4 separate regions of the Gossypium hirsutum genome follow, and all the other regions are linked to region 1. Evidence: chromatin contacts called from public Hi-C data. All regions are on one chromosome and are shown on one strand. Each heading gives the region's core, a stretch centred on a gene start, on an enhancer-like site or on the middle of the called end of the contact. The rest is flanking DNA. Distances are from core to core; before and after follow the strand shown.

Region 1 (3,406 bases), core at 324-2,823:
TTATGTAATGGTAAATTGCAGTCTTCCCAAGTCTAAATCAAGTGCCCTTAGTTATAATGCAAATATTACATCTCCACTACTGAGTGAAGATCATTTCTTCCTCTTGTTTCCTATGAGTCTTTAGAAAGAGCACAAGCAGAAGCAAATGTTCTTCACTCAGATGGAATATACTGTCCTTATCCAAATTGTTATGCCTTGTTTGATCCTCGTGATTGCTTATCAACTAGGGCAAGCTCATATACCTAAAGGTGTGCAAAACTCGATTCGCTTTGAAAAAGTCGAAAAAAATTTCAAATTTCGAGTTAATCAAATCGAGTTATTTAAATTATTCGAGTCAACTCGAATAATTCGATTCGAGTCAACTCGAATAATTCGATTCGAGTTTTGAGTTTGAGTCGAGTTGAATTTCACAATTCGAATAACTCAAATAATTCAAATAACAGATTGGTGTAAATACCCTTTTAGTCCATGTCAACTTTGAAAATAAGTAAATTGGTCACTCTATCAACAAAAATTACAAAAAATTCAAAATAATTTTTAAAATTCAAATTATTTATAAAAATTTCAAAATTTATATATTTTTTAAAAAAATTTAAAAATTTTCAAAAAATTCTAAAAAATATATAAAAAAGTTAAAATTTTAAAAATGTTCTAAAATAATATTTTTGGGACCTAATTAATTATTCAAATTTATCATACTCAAGTATCATTTTTTATTATTTTGCTTTGAATTTTTTCCAAATATATATGGTTTCAAATATATGTGGTCGAACATGGAATTAGTTATATTGTAACAATATTTTTATTTGACATGCTTAATTTTTTTAATTTAACTCAAACAATTTCACTCGATTCGATTCGACTCGACTCGAACTTCATTTCACTCGACTCGATTCGAAAAAAAATTCAAATTTAGTTAGGATGATAAAATAGGACTCGTGAACTCAAAAGTTTTTCACTCGATTCAATCGAACGCTCACCCCTACATATACTCAACTAGACAATAGCAGTGTTAAGTGCCCTATTTGTTAAAGGTTTATATTTGTGGAATGTGGAATTCCTTGGCATTCATCAATGAGTTGTGAAATATATTGGAACCTCCCACTTGAGGAAAGAGATGTTGTAGACATCACCTTGCAATAATTTTTTTACAAAATTTTTAAAAATCAAAATTGATTATTTTGTAAATGTTGTGGTCTAAATTTATTGATTTTTTTAGAGTTCGAAATAAAATGACCAATTTTGAAAACATTAAAGGCTAAATTTATTGAAATTTATTGATAGAACGTATAAACATCATAAGGCTAGATTTGTTAGTAGACCAATAAAATAAAGCTCACATTAGCACTTCTATCAAATTTCAAAAGGTTATTAATGTTTAGTGACCGAAAATTTTGATTTTAAAGAGTTCAGTGACCAAAATAGAAATAATGAAAAGTTCAGTGACCAAAATAGAAACAATGAAAAGTTCAGTGACCAAAATAGAATATGGTAATACTTTAGGGACCATTTCTACACTTTACCCAAAAATCTATTATACCTATTTAAATTATTTTTAAACAAATATTTAAGAACTCTACTCAATGTAGATTTTTAGTTTTTGTCTTTTTTAGCAATTCCTCTCCCATCGATATTTGAAACCCTGCCTCTGTTCCAGCGTAACTCCAAACCCTAGGGACTCTAACCATTCGCATATCTCTCGTTAGATCTCAAAACCAAGCTTTCATGGGTTCCAGAACAGGCAGTGATAACGACGGCGCTAGCCCTGGGTAATACAAGTTCTAACGCTTTACCTCTTTCCTATTTCCTAACGCCCTCAATGTTTAATAGTTCGTTGTCCTCCTTCTATCTCGTGCAGGAAAATATTTATCGGAGGCTTAGCTAAGGATACGACTCTCGGTGAGCTTCGCCTTCTTTTTTCCCTTTGATGTTTATATGTGTTTTCGTTCGACGGGATTCTTTAAGTTACTGAGCTTTATTTTTTTTACTTTTTTTTGTTGGGTATTTTCAGAGACGTTCACCAAGTATTTTGAAAAATATGGGGAGATAACCGATTTTGTTGTAATGAAAGATCGGCATACGGGTCGGCCCCGTGGTTTCGGGTTCATTACCTTTGCGGATCCATCTGTTGTTGACACTGTTATGCAAGAGGACCATGTTATTAATGGCAAACAAGTGAGCTTAAGCTTTGACCATTTCGTGTTTTAAGATTCTGCTGTTGTTTAGAATTTGGAAAATTCTCAACTTTTAAACTGCCTCGGTTTCTAATAAGTTTAGAGTTTGTCTGTTGGTTTTCTTAGAGATTAGTTACTCTTTGCATTTGAGTTAGCTAAGTTTGTTAGCTTTAATGTTGTAGTCATTGAACTAAAGAAATATTTCATACTTTGTATTTGAATTGTGAAGCTTAGCAAGTGAGCACCATGTTCTTGATGTAGATTTAGCACTAATGTGGTTTTCGTGTTTCATGGAAAAGTTGGGTTGATATTGTTGTGAGATTTTTTGAAGTGTTTACAATCTATCATTAATGATTGATTTTTTTATGGCACAGGTTGAGATTAAAAGAACTATTCCTAAAGGTTCCTCACAGTCAAATGATTTCAAGACAAAGAAAATATTTGTTGGTGGGATTCCAACATCAGTTACCGAAGGTCTGGTATTTGATGTATATGCATCTTATTATGAGTGTTTTTGTACTAAACATTATTCTTGATGTTTATACTGGAGTATTGTTTATTTATTACTTTTGTTTTTCATTGCTGTTTGGACCTTAGATGAGTTCAAGAATTTCTTCTCAAAGTATGGAAAGGTGGTGGAACATGAGATCATTCGTGACCATGCAACCAAACGCTCTCGTGGTTTTGGGTTTATAGTGTTTGACAATGAAAAAGTTGTTGAAAATTTGCTGGGTAATGGAAATATGATAGATATGGAGGGTAGTCAGGTGAGTACTATTGTTCAATGGTTCCCTAAACAATCTGATGTAAGCAGATATGTATATACCCTTTGCACGAATACAGTGCGAAGCTGCATGCCAAACTCTTCTGGTGATGGAAGTAAATATTATTTGTATTCTATTAAGTTAAATTTCATCATGCACTTCTCTTTGTTCTCAGAGTTCAATTTAGCAGAGTTCATTGGTTCTGACACTTCTTCTCAAGGCAGGCTGTCAAGATAATTCATACATGAAGGAAACATAGGTTAACTTGCTTCTTTGTTGTAGGTTGAAATCAAGAAGGCTGAACCAAAGAAAGCATCAAACCCACCACCTGGTCCTGCATATGGTAGTGAACCTAGGGCATGCTCATATCATGATGATTTTGGTGGATTTGGTGATTATGGTGGCTTTGGTGGTGGTGCTTTTGGTCCTGCTCCTTATAGGTCATATGGAGGTTTTGGCAGTAGATTT
Region 2 (3,406 bases), core at 579-3,078, 510 kb before region 1:
CTTCGCCTCCTTATCACTAGCAGGGTGCACAAAATACAAAATCAGATGGCGGCAACGGGAGGAGGATTTACATTAAATATGTAGAGAAAATGTTTGGTCAAAAATTCATTCACGAGGAATCTCTATAAGTAATAGAGATGACAATAATGAAAACGACCTAGATAAAATTTCAGTCTCATGAGTATTGGGTTTCAAAAGCATAACATATTTGAAAATTTGAATCAATCATGACAAGGTCCATTCATCTTTGTAACTTTATGCCATGCATAGCACTGGAAAGGCAAATATAAGAGAAAGATGTGTGTTTACTCTTCACTCTAGAACTAATGATTATGCTATTGGCTTCAAAGCTGAAAGCACAGAGTATTCACCATTTGATGAGAAAAAAAGTGGAAATACTGTGCATACATAGATACATATACATATGTACAACGGGCTTGCAGCCCTAGTGAGGAAAATCACTGCGTACATACGAATGAGATGATCATATTGTTATAACCTTGCAAATTTCCAGTGATGTATTAAACTTATATAGCCATAGAGATTATCAGCATACCTTTTGCATCTTTAGACCTTGAAGGGTCCAGTCCTTTCTGAGCCTTTTGTGCTTTGTTCACCTACATGATATATGAAAGAACAAAGTTCACACCCAACTTGGTCGTAATAAAAATCAACCTAATATCTATCAAGACAAAATCAAATCCTAATATGTTTATGGTAAAAAAGAAATTGGGTAAGGCTTCCCTAAAACAACTTACAGCATTGAATAACTTCACCACTGAAATCCCAACAAAACATAAACAACAAAACTTAATTAGTATGAGAAAGAAATTGCAATGAACTAAACATCATATATACATTTGAAGAAAAATATATATTACCTCCTTTTGTAGCAATACCAATGAGAAACTTTTCATGTGAATCCAAGTAATTAGCAGGCTTGAAATGCCCCTTCTCTGCAACCTGTAACATTAATAACACATGAATAAAATGGCATAAACAGCAAAAGTCATGGTAAAAACCTTAAGTATAATTATTATAGGAAAAATACCAAATGTTTTTCTTTTTTAGCCTCTCCCTTAACTTTCCTTTCAGCTTCCTCCTCAGCTAACTTCTTTGCCACAAGCTGCTTATGCCCTGATAATACTGGACCCTATGAGAAAATTTCAGAAAAAAATCAGTCTTTGGGGGGAGGAAAACAATTTTTTTATTTATTTATAGTAAAATGAGAAACACCCAAGTAGATAAACTAGCTTTACCAATGAATCATCAGCAACATTCCTCTTTATAATGTTCTTAAATGCCAACCTGAAAGCTCTAACACCGTCAGTAAACTTCATAACCCCAGGTTGAATTTCAACTTCTTCTGAACCATCATTTTCTTCAGAAGAATTATCACCGCCGCGGCCGATCCGGGTATCACCGAGGGCTTCCTCCCCCTCCTCACGCTCCTCCTCGTCATCGTCGGAATTATATTGACGGGCACGTTTTTCAAACAGATTCCTCATTTTCTTACTTAATCTAAGCTTTTTCCCTTTGCCCTCTAACATCTTAAGCTTCTTATTCTTAGGCTTCTTACCTTTCTTTTTACCCATATTTCTTTTCCTTTTCCCAACTGCAGTGCTGCCTTCCTCCATCACCATCTTCTTCCTTTCCACACAAAATACCCAAACAAAAGGAAGAGAGATTTGCAATCAAAACCCTTACTAAACCCTAGTTAGACAGAGAACAAAAGCGGAGAAGACGAGGTTTTTTTCAATGTGCTCTTGTATGGGTTCTTTTCTCTCCTTTGGTTTAGGGGTCTATTAACCATTTTTCATGGTTTCTGCTTTTCTTTGCTTTGGGTTTATTCACCATTTTATGGGCCTTTTTCATTTGCAGCTATTTTATGGGCTTTTCCTTAACCTCATTTTTTTTGTAAGCTTTTTAATTTTAGAATTAAAGAATTACTATATATTCTTTTTATTTTCAAAATTATTTTATTTTTATAATATATTTCAAATAAGACATGGTATCTTGCTAATTTCGTTTAGGCATAATGACTTATTTCGCCATTCAACTTTATAAAAAAAGTCATTTTAGCATTCATTTAATTTTTCGTCTCTTTTAGTTTTTAAACTTGCATTGTTTGTCAAATCTCTTTAAAATGAATAGAAAAATTAACATTTGTTAACTTTACTAACGTGATATACACGGATGCCACATCAACAACTAATCATTTATTTTTATTTGAAAAAAATTAAAAATTATTAAATAATATAAAACTTATTTTTTTTATAGTAAAAAATTTAATTAATTGCTAACATAGCATATACATGGACTGCTACATGGATGCCATGACAATAAAGTTAATGAATATTAACTCTTCCATCCATTTTGAGGTGATTTGATAAACAATACAAATTCAAAAACTAAAAAGGGTGAAAAATAAAATAAGAGTTAAAGATAATTGTTTTTTTGTAAAGATAGAGAACCAAATAAATTATCATGTCTTTCATTTTTGACTCGAGACTAAGGTTTTCTATATGGGGATAGTTATGAAAGTGTTAATCATTTAAATTCTAGCGAAATTGTTGAGGTATTTATTTTTATTTTTTTAAAATTTAAAATTACATTCGATAAATAAAAAATTTGTTTTTAATAATGAAAACATGAGAAATAAAACATTTTTTTACATTTATATTAATTCGAATCAGGATACCAAATTTAATATTTGAAAAGTTGTTAAAAAGAATATTTTTGTATTTATATAGGTTTGATCCGTTCTTTTAAAGTTAAAAACCCTTAAGCTTAATATATCATTTGGTATTTGAATTTGAAACTTTTTTTAATGTAGTATTTATGTTATTTTTTGGTCCAATTTTGTACTTGTATTTGACAAAGTTATATATTTTGGCACTCAAAGGTGGTGGTGCTAGTTTTTTATTCTTTGATTCGACTTTTAAGGTTGAAAGTTAATTGTTAATATTATTAGGTTTGAATTCTTCGTGATTTTGTTAATAGAATAAATTTAGCATTGATTGTGGATTTTTTCAGTTTTACGTTTAATTTATCAAAAATAATCTGACGAATGTGATTTAATTCAGGTTTTAGAATTGATTTGATAAAAGTTAATTATTAATAGTATTAGCTAATTATGAATTTTCATTAACTCGACTCTAAAACCTAGATTAAACACTAAAAAGTTAACAGAGTCATTTTTTAGTATCAAAATATATAATTTTTGTCAAATACAAGTACGAGATTGAATCAAAAATAAATCCAGATATCAAATTATGTATTAGCCAAATCCCTTACTTTCATAATTTTGCTTTTATAAAAACATTTTTAGAAAACAAAAATGAAAATGAAAATAGTCTCTGGAGGCTTAGATTGTTAATTCAATTTTATGTTAATTCGTGTTCAT
Region 3 (3,406 bases), core at 644-3,143, 360 kb before region 1:
AAAACTAAATCCCAGCTTAGGAGCTTGGTTGGAAGGGTAGAAAACTAAGGATCAAGCCTTATGGGTTGTTTTTTTTAAATTTTATTTTCCCCCACACTCCCAAAAGACCCAACCCACGTTAGTCATCCTACATGAATATCTTTCCTTACAAATGGGCTAATTGCCAATAGACCTCAAACTTTTTTATTCAACCCAATTTTTTTAAAGTCTCTCCCTAATTCAATTAGAAATCCTATTTGTTATTTTAGCAAATAAAAACCCTACCTCTACTCTCATCTTCACATAATCTCAAGAAAACCCTTTATTACAATCTTATTCTCAAAACCTTGTTGTTGGGAATTTCCTTGAATTCTTGAATCTTTGCAATCAAGCCCTAATCCTTTGTCTTCATCAAAATCCTTGGATCTTGCGTCAATAACTCATCTAATTCTTGTCAAAATCCGTAAGTATTTCGTTCCTTGCCAATTAAGACTTTTCAATTTTAGGTGACGACAAGTTAAAACGGATTAATCAAACTTGTTATTGAATCTTTATTGATTTTGTCGAAAACCCCCTCAAATCTTGAAAACCCATCAATAATCGTCTCGTTTGGTCAATTGAAAGACCCTTGTAGGTGTTTGGATCAAGCTTGAACGTGGGGTGGTCGCTTGAGATCCCGAGAAAGTAAGGTGGGTGACTTTTTACAAAAAAATCGGGTCAAATTTTGAAACTGCCCAGGTACACACGGTCTACCATACGGGCATGTGGCCTGCCCGTGTGGGACACACGATCCCTCACACGATTGTGTCCCCTGTTTCCCCCTTGTAATCGTGATTTGTACACGGCCTGGACACACGGCCGTGTGGCTCCTGCACCTACACTTCTTCGCTTCGCACACGACCTGGGGCCACACACATGGGCTGAACACACAGCTGTGTGGCCCCTGAAACTTAAATTTTATAGTTTTGCCTAATCCTTACTTATTTTATGCGATTTAGTCCCTGATTAGGTTTTTAACGGTATCTAGAGAACTAGATTATGCAATTAGGCCCCGGATTAGGATAGAATGAATAAACACATGGATGAATGATTTTATGATTATATGTTTATGATTAATGATATAAATTCGATTTTATGATTGTATGTTTATGATTAATGATATAAATTCGCAGATGATATCATGACTAACAATGGAATATGATTGCTTAGGAACGTCATATAATATCTTATTACTTTGCATATGCATGGGGGGAAAGATTATGAAAGGTGGAAGATATGACAGTTTATATTGCATATATGTTTGTCTGTTGTGTATTCATAGATTCGCAGATTCCAACTGCGACTTTTATACGTAGTATCCACGACCTTCTCTGATAGCTTTTATGCGTCTTTGTTTGAAGCATTTAAAATGTTTAATTAGGTCTTTGCCTCTAGTTAATTAATTAATTTGTTACTAAATTTAAAGTAAAAAAAGTTGCATTTACTTAGTATAATAAAATATTTTGTATGAATACAATTTATTAATTATTTAGAATGATAATAATTGAAAAATAAGTTATTAATTTAACTGTTTAACTGATTGTTGATTGTAGTGACTGGTTTGACTAATTGATTCTAATAATTGATTCTGTTAACTGGTTTTCTAATAACTGATTTTAGGATAAATAATTATATTCATTTAGTATTTTTAATTCAAAGTATTTATAAATTTAAATTTCATTTACTTACAAATTAATCTAATTTTTTCATTTTAACCTTGTATATATTTCATATATTATTATTAAATAATTCTAAATTTTATATTTTATTATTTATTATCATATATTAGAATTTTTAATATTATTTATCCCACACCATAAAAGTGGAACATATCATCTGAGGCCAAGGTCATTATCCATTCTCAGACACATAAATATATATGTACTATATTAGCGTTGAATTATTACAATGTAAAAGTTGATATTACGTGTCACAGCTTGATTTATTGAACTGATGACTAACATCCTGAAAATCTGACAACATATAATTTCCCCTTTGAAGAGGTAATCATGTGGGTTTAGAAATTTTGAAGCATATTTGTGGAAAGTCAAGGACCTAACATAATCTAAAATACTCTTAATTATTATTTAACTACTCTGTTTTTCGGTTTGTTAGGCGAAAAGACACAGATGTCCCTTAATTTGATGGAGGCCACGGCCATGAGGAAACCATGAAACACTAGAGAAGTATTGATTCTTCACTCCAATCAAAAAAGCCTTCAAATCCGCTAGATTCAAATTAGTTGTTGCATTATCACGAGTGAGTGACGTACACTTGGGTGTTACAAGAGTCACGCAAGTTTAGCAATACTTTTAATAAATATTTTTAGAGTGAAAAAGTGTTTTTAAGAAAGTTCAAAATTTTTGTTTTTATATTTGGCCAATCATTGTAAAGCGTTTTGTTTAAAAATATTTTTATTTCAAAAATATTTTTTAATCAAAAGTGCTTTTTAGAATCATTATTGAAATTAACCCTTAGTCTTTCTTATAATATAATTATTGATAAAATTTTAATAATTTTTTAGTATAATGATAATTTGAATATAAATTATTTTTAATGGAAATAAATATCGGATCAATAAGTGACAATTAGAGATTCATTAATTTTTCAATAGTTACCTACAATAAATCTAGGTTTTGTCTCAATCATTGTAGTCCTAATTGTGATTTGCACTAATTGTGACCATCAAATTCATTCAAAAAAGAACTCTCGATGTTAATGTGTTTTGGAGACTAATCAGCTCTTTGGCAAAAAACACAAGTCTTATAGGCTTAAAGAGAAAGGTATTTGATGGGTAAAGGGATGTTGTTATGATCACACACAAAGGCTATAGTAATCATAATATATATAGGTCATAGAGTGAATCATTCTTGTAAGCATGACTTCGTAGACATATATTGTGATAATTGAATTGTGTAAATAATTTCTATATGTTATTTTAATTAATTGTTCTACAAATTAATTTGAGGTGTTCTAATCAAAGTTAAAACGCTCTAACACATGCATATAACAATTCTTATAATCAAATTTTGAACAATTTTTTAAATTTAAATTGCATCTATTTTATTTATTTTTTACTAATAAAAATGTTATTTAAACTTCATCATTAAATAATTTTTATATTTTATTGTTACTAGGGAAATGGATTACTAGATCAACTCAAACCTAGTTTGAGTTAAACCCAACCTAGTTCAGGAAAAACCTCAAAAAGAAAAGTCATCACTCAACTTGTATATATCTATCAATCTCTTAAATTAGATTTGTTTGTCTTGTTTTGATCTACTTTAAATAAGTTATACTCCTACTTAGGCTAAACATGTGACACTTCTAAAAGGCATCAAGTGGATGTCTGAAGATGGTTCTTCACTTATTACTCGTCAGGATGTCT
Region 4 (3,406 bases), core at 591-3,090, 270 kb before region 1:
TTCAAATTTGAAGGCAACGTCGGTTACAGAATCAAAGATAAAGTATAAATTTTGAAGATGTTAAAATAGAAATTTATCATGTGATGCATAGCAAGCTTCTCGTGTTATATGATTTTTTAATTTGATTTTTAAATATTAAAACTCGAATTTCGAGGCCAAGTTAGTTAGAGAATCAAAGATAGAATATAATTTTTTAATAGGTTAAAATGGAAATTTATAATGTGATGCATAGCGAAGTTCTCGTGCCTTATGATTGTTTTTAATTTATTTTTAGATTTTGAAACTCGAATTTTGAGGCGAACTGTTACTAAATTAAAGATAAAGTATAAATTTTTAAGTGGTTAAAATGGAAATTTACCATGGGATGTATATAAAACTTCTTGTGTTTATGATATTTTTATAATTTCATTTTTAAATAGTAAAATTCGAATTTCGAGGCAACGTTAGTTACAGAATCAAAGATAAAGTATAAATTTTTAGTGGTTAAAATAGAAATTTATCATGTGATGCATAGCATAGTTCTCGCGTTTTATGATTTTTTTTAATTTCATTTTTAAGTATTAAAATTCAAATTTTGAGGCCAAGTCGATTACAGAATCAAAGATAAAATATAAATTTTTAAGAGGTTAAAATGGAAATTTACAATGTGATGCATGGCGAAGTTCTCGTCTGTTATGATTGTTTTCAATTTCATTTTTGAATATTGAAACTCGAATTTTGAGGTGAAGCCTGTTACGGAATGAAAGAAAAAATATAAATTTTTAAGTGGTTAAAATGAAAATTTACAATGTGATGAATGGAAAACTAAATGTGTTTTGTGTTTTTTTTAATTTTATTTTTAAATGTTAAAATTTGAAATTCGAGGCAACCTCGATTACAGAATTAAAGATAAAATATAAATTTTTAAGAGGTTTAGATGGAAGTTTATCATGTGATGCATAGCAAATTTGTCGTGTTTTATGATTTTTTAAATTTCATTTTTAAATATTAAAATTCGAATGTCAAGGTAAAGTCAGTTACAAAATCAAAGATAAAGTAAAAATTTTTAAGAGGTTAAAATAAAAATTTACAATGTGATGCATAGCGAAGTTCTCGTGTCTTATAATTGTTTTTAATATATTTTTAAATATTGAAATTGGCAAACTCTGTTGCACAATTAAAGATAAAATATAAATTTTTATAAATTCATATTTAAATATGAAAACTCGAATTTTAAGGTAAAATCAATTATGAAATTAAAGATAAAATATAAATTTTTAAGAGGTTACCATCCTATTAGTTTATAAGGGTTATGAAGTAGTATTATTATTGTTAGTGGGTGAAAGCCACCGCCTGCCGCTTATCTAAATCGCTGCTCAAATGATCAAATTGGTTAGTAACATTACTGAACTATTGAAATTAAGTTTTGAATTTCGATAAAAATATTGCAGTAATCCATTAAATCAAATGATGGGGAACTTCATTTACTTATGATTCTTTCTATCCATTCAACACTATTCTAAAATAATTGTTATGAGAAATGATTAAAAATAGTAATGATTCCATTCTCAAAATAGTAATCTTTTGTAAAAAATGGGAACTTTGTATCTGAAAATGTGAAAGATGGTTTCTTTTACCTTTCCTCTTTTAGCTGCTGCAATTCTATAACTTCTAATTAAAGATTTTTTTCTTTTGAGGGTAAAAAAGAGAAAAGAAACGAAAGTTTAGTTATAAGCTTAAGCTTGAAGGCACAAAAGATTATAAACTGAAGTAGTAAAAATTATATTGATGATATAAAGTAACCATGGTTAAAGGGTTTATAGAGTCCGGAAAACCCGGAAGGCTAACCACAGTTTGTTTTTAGAGTTAGGGTGGGGGGATTGCTATATAAGCAGAGAAGGATGGCAGAGCAGCCATCACCTCACTTCAGAAAAGCTTACATGTTTACTTTCTGTTAAAACCCAGTTTTCTTTTCCTTATGCTTCACTGATCCCATGAAAATTTGTCCTCTTTTTGTGTAAGTTCCTTTGCTTTTGAACAAACGCAAATCTTTTTACTCTTTTAAAGCTGCTTGTTCTATGTTTAAAGAAATGTTGGTTTTCTTACTATGAATCAAAGGAAAGATACTAAGGGTAACTTTATGGGGTTTTTGTTATTATGAATGAAAATGTTAGATCTCATTTAACTTTGTTTATGTTTTCTCTCTCTTTTTTTTTTTGGGTTTTCTATTTGGGATTTGATTTTTCTTTTTAATTTATCTTTTCCAATTTGGAAATATGATATCTTTTGCTTTCCCCTTTTTGTTTTCCCTATTTTGACCATGATTATCACCATCACCAAGGTTTGAACATGGCTAGATCTTAATTATAAGAAAGCTTTTGAAAGGTGTTCCATTTAGCATTGATCTTTGTGGGGGGTGTTAGCTTTTTAGGCTGCCAAGTCCCAATTCTCATGTTGGATTCTTTTAATTTGAAAATCACATACTATGATTTGATCTTTTCAATTTCTTTGATATTTTAATATTCATGGCAATATGGTTGGAATCAAACTCTTTATTTAAACCTTTGATCATCAATTTGTTTATCTTTGAGGTTGTATTCATGTGAGTTTTGTGAATTAAAAGCTTGATTACCTTCTTTTGTTTTTTGTGCATTGAATTTATATTCAATGAATGCTATTCTAATGGAGGTTTTATGTTTCCAGGTCATATATATCTGCAAGAGAGTGACATCATTTATATCCTTAACTTGTTCATACAATCATTTGTTCGAATACACATAGCTTAATCTTGATACAAAAGAATGGGTCTCTCAAGTCTCCCAGCCCCATCAGAAGGAGTGCTATGTGTACTCTTGGTAAACACAGCTTTATCCATATCTATGGTTAAAGGCATAATTCGATCAATCCTTCACGTTGTCGGTATCCATCTCTCCTCCTCCTCGTCCTCCTCCTCCTCGTCATCATCATCATCACCGCCATCCTCGGATCTTATTGAAATCCCTGCGGTATCATTCGACATCAGCATCGGTAATGCTGATAGTTACATTAAAGAGTTCCGGAGCAGGATGCCATCGACCCGGTACGATGCGGTATGTAGCGGCAGTCAACCGGAGCATGACTGTTCAGTTTGCCTGACTAGGTTCGAACCAGAATCAGAGATTAACCGCTTGTCCTGCGGTCATCTGTTTCACAAGGTATGCTTGGAAAAGTGGTTGAACTATTGGAATGTCACATGCCCTCTTTGCAGGAACGCTCTGCTGCCCGAAGATGATCCGGCCTACTTTTGGTGAGCATGCGGAGATTTTCGAATTTTCCATGTACAGCGCGTTTATTGTACAGGTATTTTAAATGAAACGATGCCGCCCTCGGATTAGCGTTAAGCGGAGTGTGGTTATTACCCGCGAGATGTGGTGATGTTTTTGTTACT

Evidence for each region. A called contact is a pair of places that touch in the nucleus more often than the background predicts.
Region 2: a contact with region 1 is called in a Hi-C map of leaf, with 4 times the contacts expected there. The contact joins the promoter of LOC107954735 here to the promoter of LOC107954751 in region 1. A contact is called at or near these places in 5 of 34 Hi-C or Micro-C datasets (callus, leaf and seedling).
Region 3: a contact with region 1 is called in a Hi-C map of leaf, with 2.0 times the contacts expected there. The contact joins the enhancer-like site here to the promoter of LOC107954751 in region 1. A contact is called at or near these places in 2 of 34 Hi-C or Micro-C datasets (callus and leaf).
Region 4: a contact with region 1 is called in a Hi-C map of leaf, with 2.0 times the contacts expected there. The contact joins the promoter of LOC107954699 here to the promoter of LOC107954751 in region 1. A contact is called at or near these places in 2 of 34 Hi-C or Micro-C datasets (leaf and seedling).

Annotation. Positions count from the first base shown.
Region 1 is chrD07:34,898,616-34,902,021 of Gossypium_hirsutum_v2.1, forward strand. It overlaps LOC107954751 (heterogeneous nuclear ribonucleoprotein 1), which reads left to right and starts at 1,574. Exons shown (of 6, transcript XM_016890407.2): 1 at 1,574-1,769; 2 at 1,859-1,899; 3 at 2,012-2,175; 4 at 2,549-2,648; 5 at 2,772-2,941; 6 at 3,221-3,406. The coding sequence starts at 1,726.
Region 2 is chrD07:34,386,598-34,390,003 of Gossypium_hirsutum_v2.1, forward strand. LOC107954735 (RRP15-like protein) reads right to left here and starts at 1,829. Exons shown (of 8, transcript XM_016890385.2): 1 at 1,260-1,829; 2 at 1,052-1,153; 3 at 882-963; 4 at 759-778; 5 at 557-617; 6 at 1-16. The coding sequence starts at 1,643.
Region 3 is chrD07:34,542,753-34,546,158 of Gossypium_hirsutum_v2.1, forward strand. No RefSeq gene overlaps it. Among protein-coding and RNA genes, the nearest start is that of LOC107956747, 30 kb to the right of the region's middle. Within about 2 kb of position 1,894, at least 3 of the 9 cell types and tissues checked have an H3K27ac peak or open chromatin away from gene starts, as enhancers often do. A contact at or near this core is called in leaf, where this site is marked.
Region 4 is chrD07:34,626,993-34,630,398 of Gossypium_hirsutum_v2.1, forward strand. It overlaps LOC107954699 (probable E3 ubiquitin-protein ligase XERICO), which reads left to right and starts at 1,841. Exons shown (of 2, transcript XM_041096572.1): 1 at 1,841-1,996; 2 at 2,683-3,406. The coding sequence starts at 2,781. The coding sequence ends at 3,269.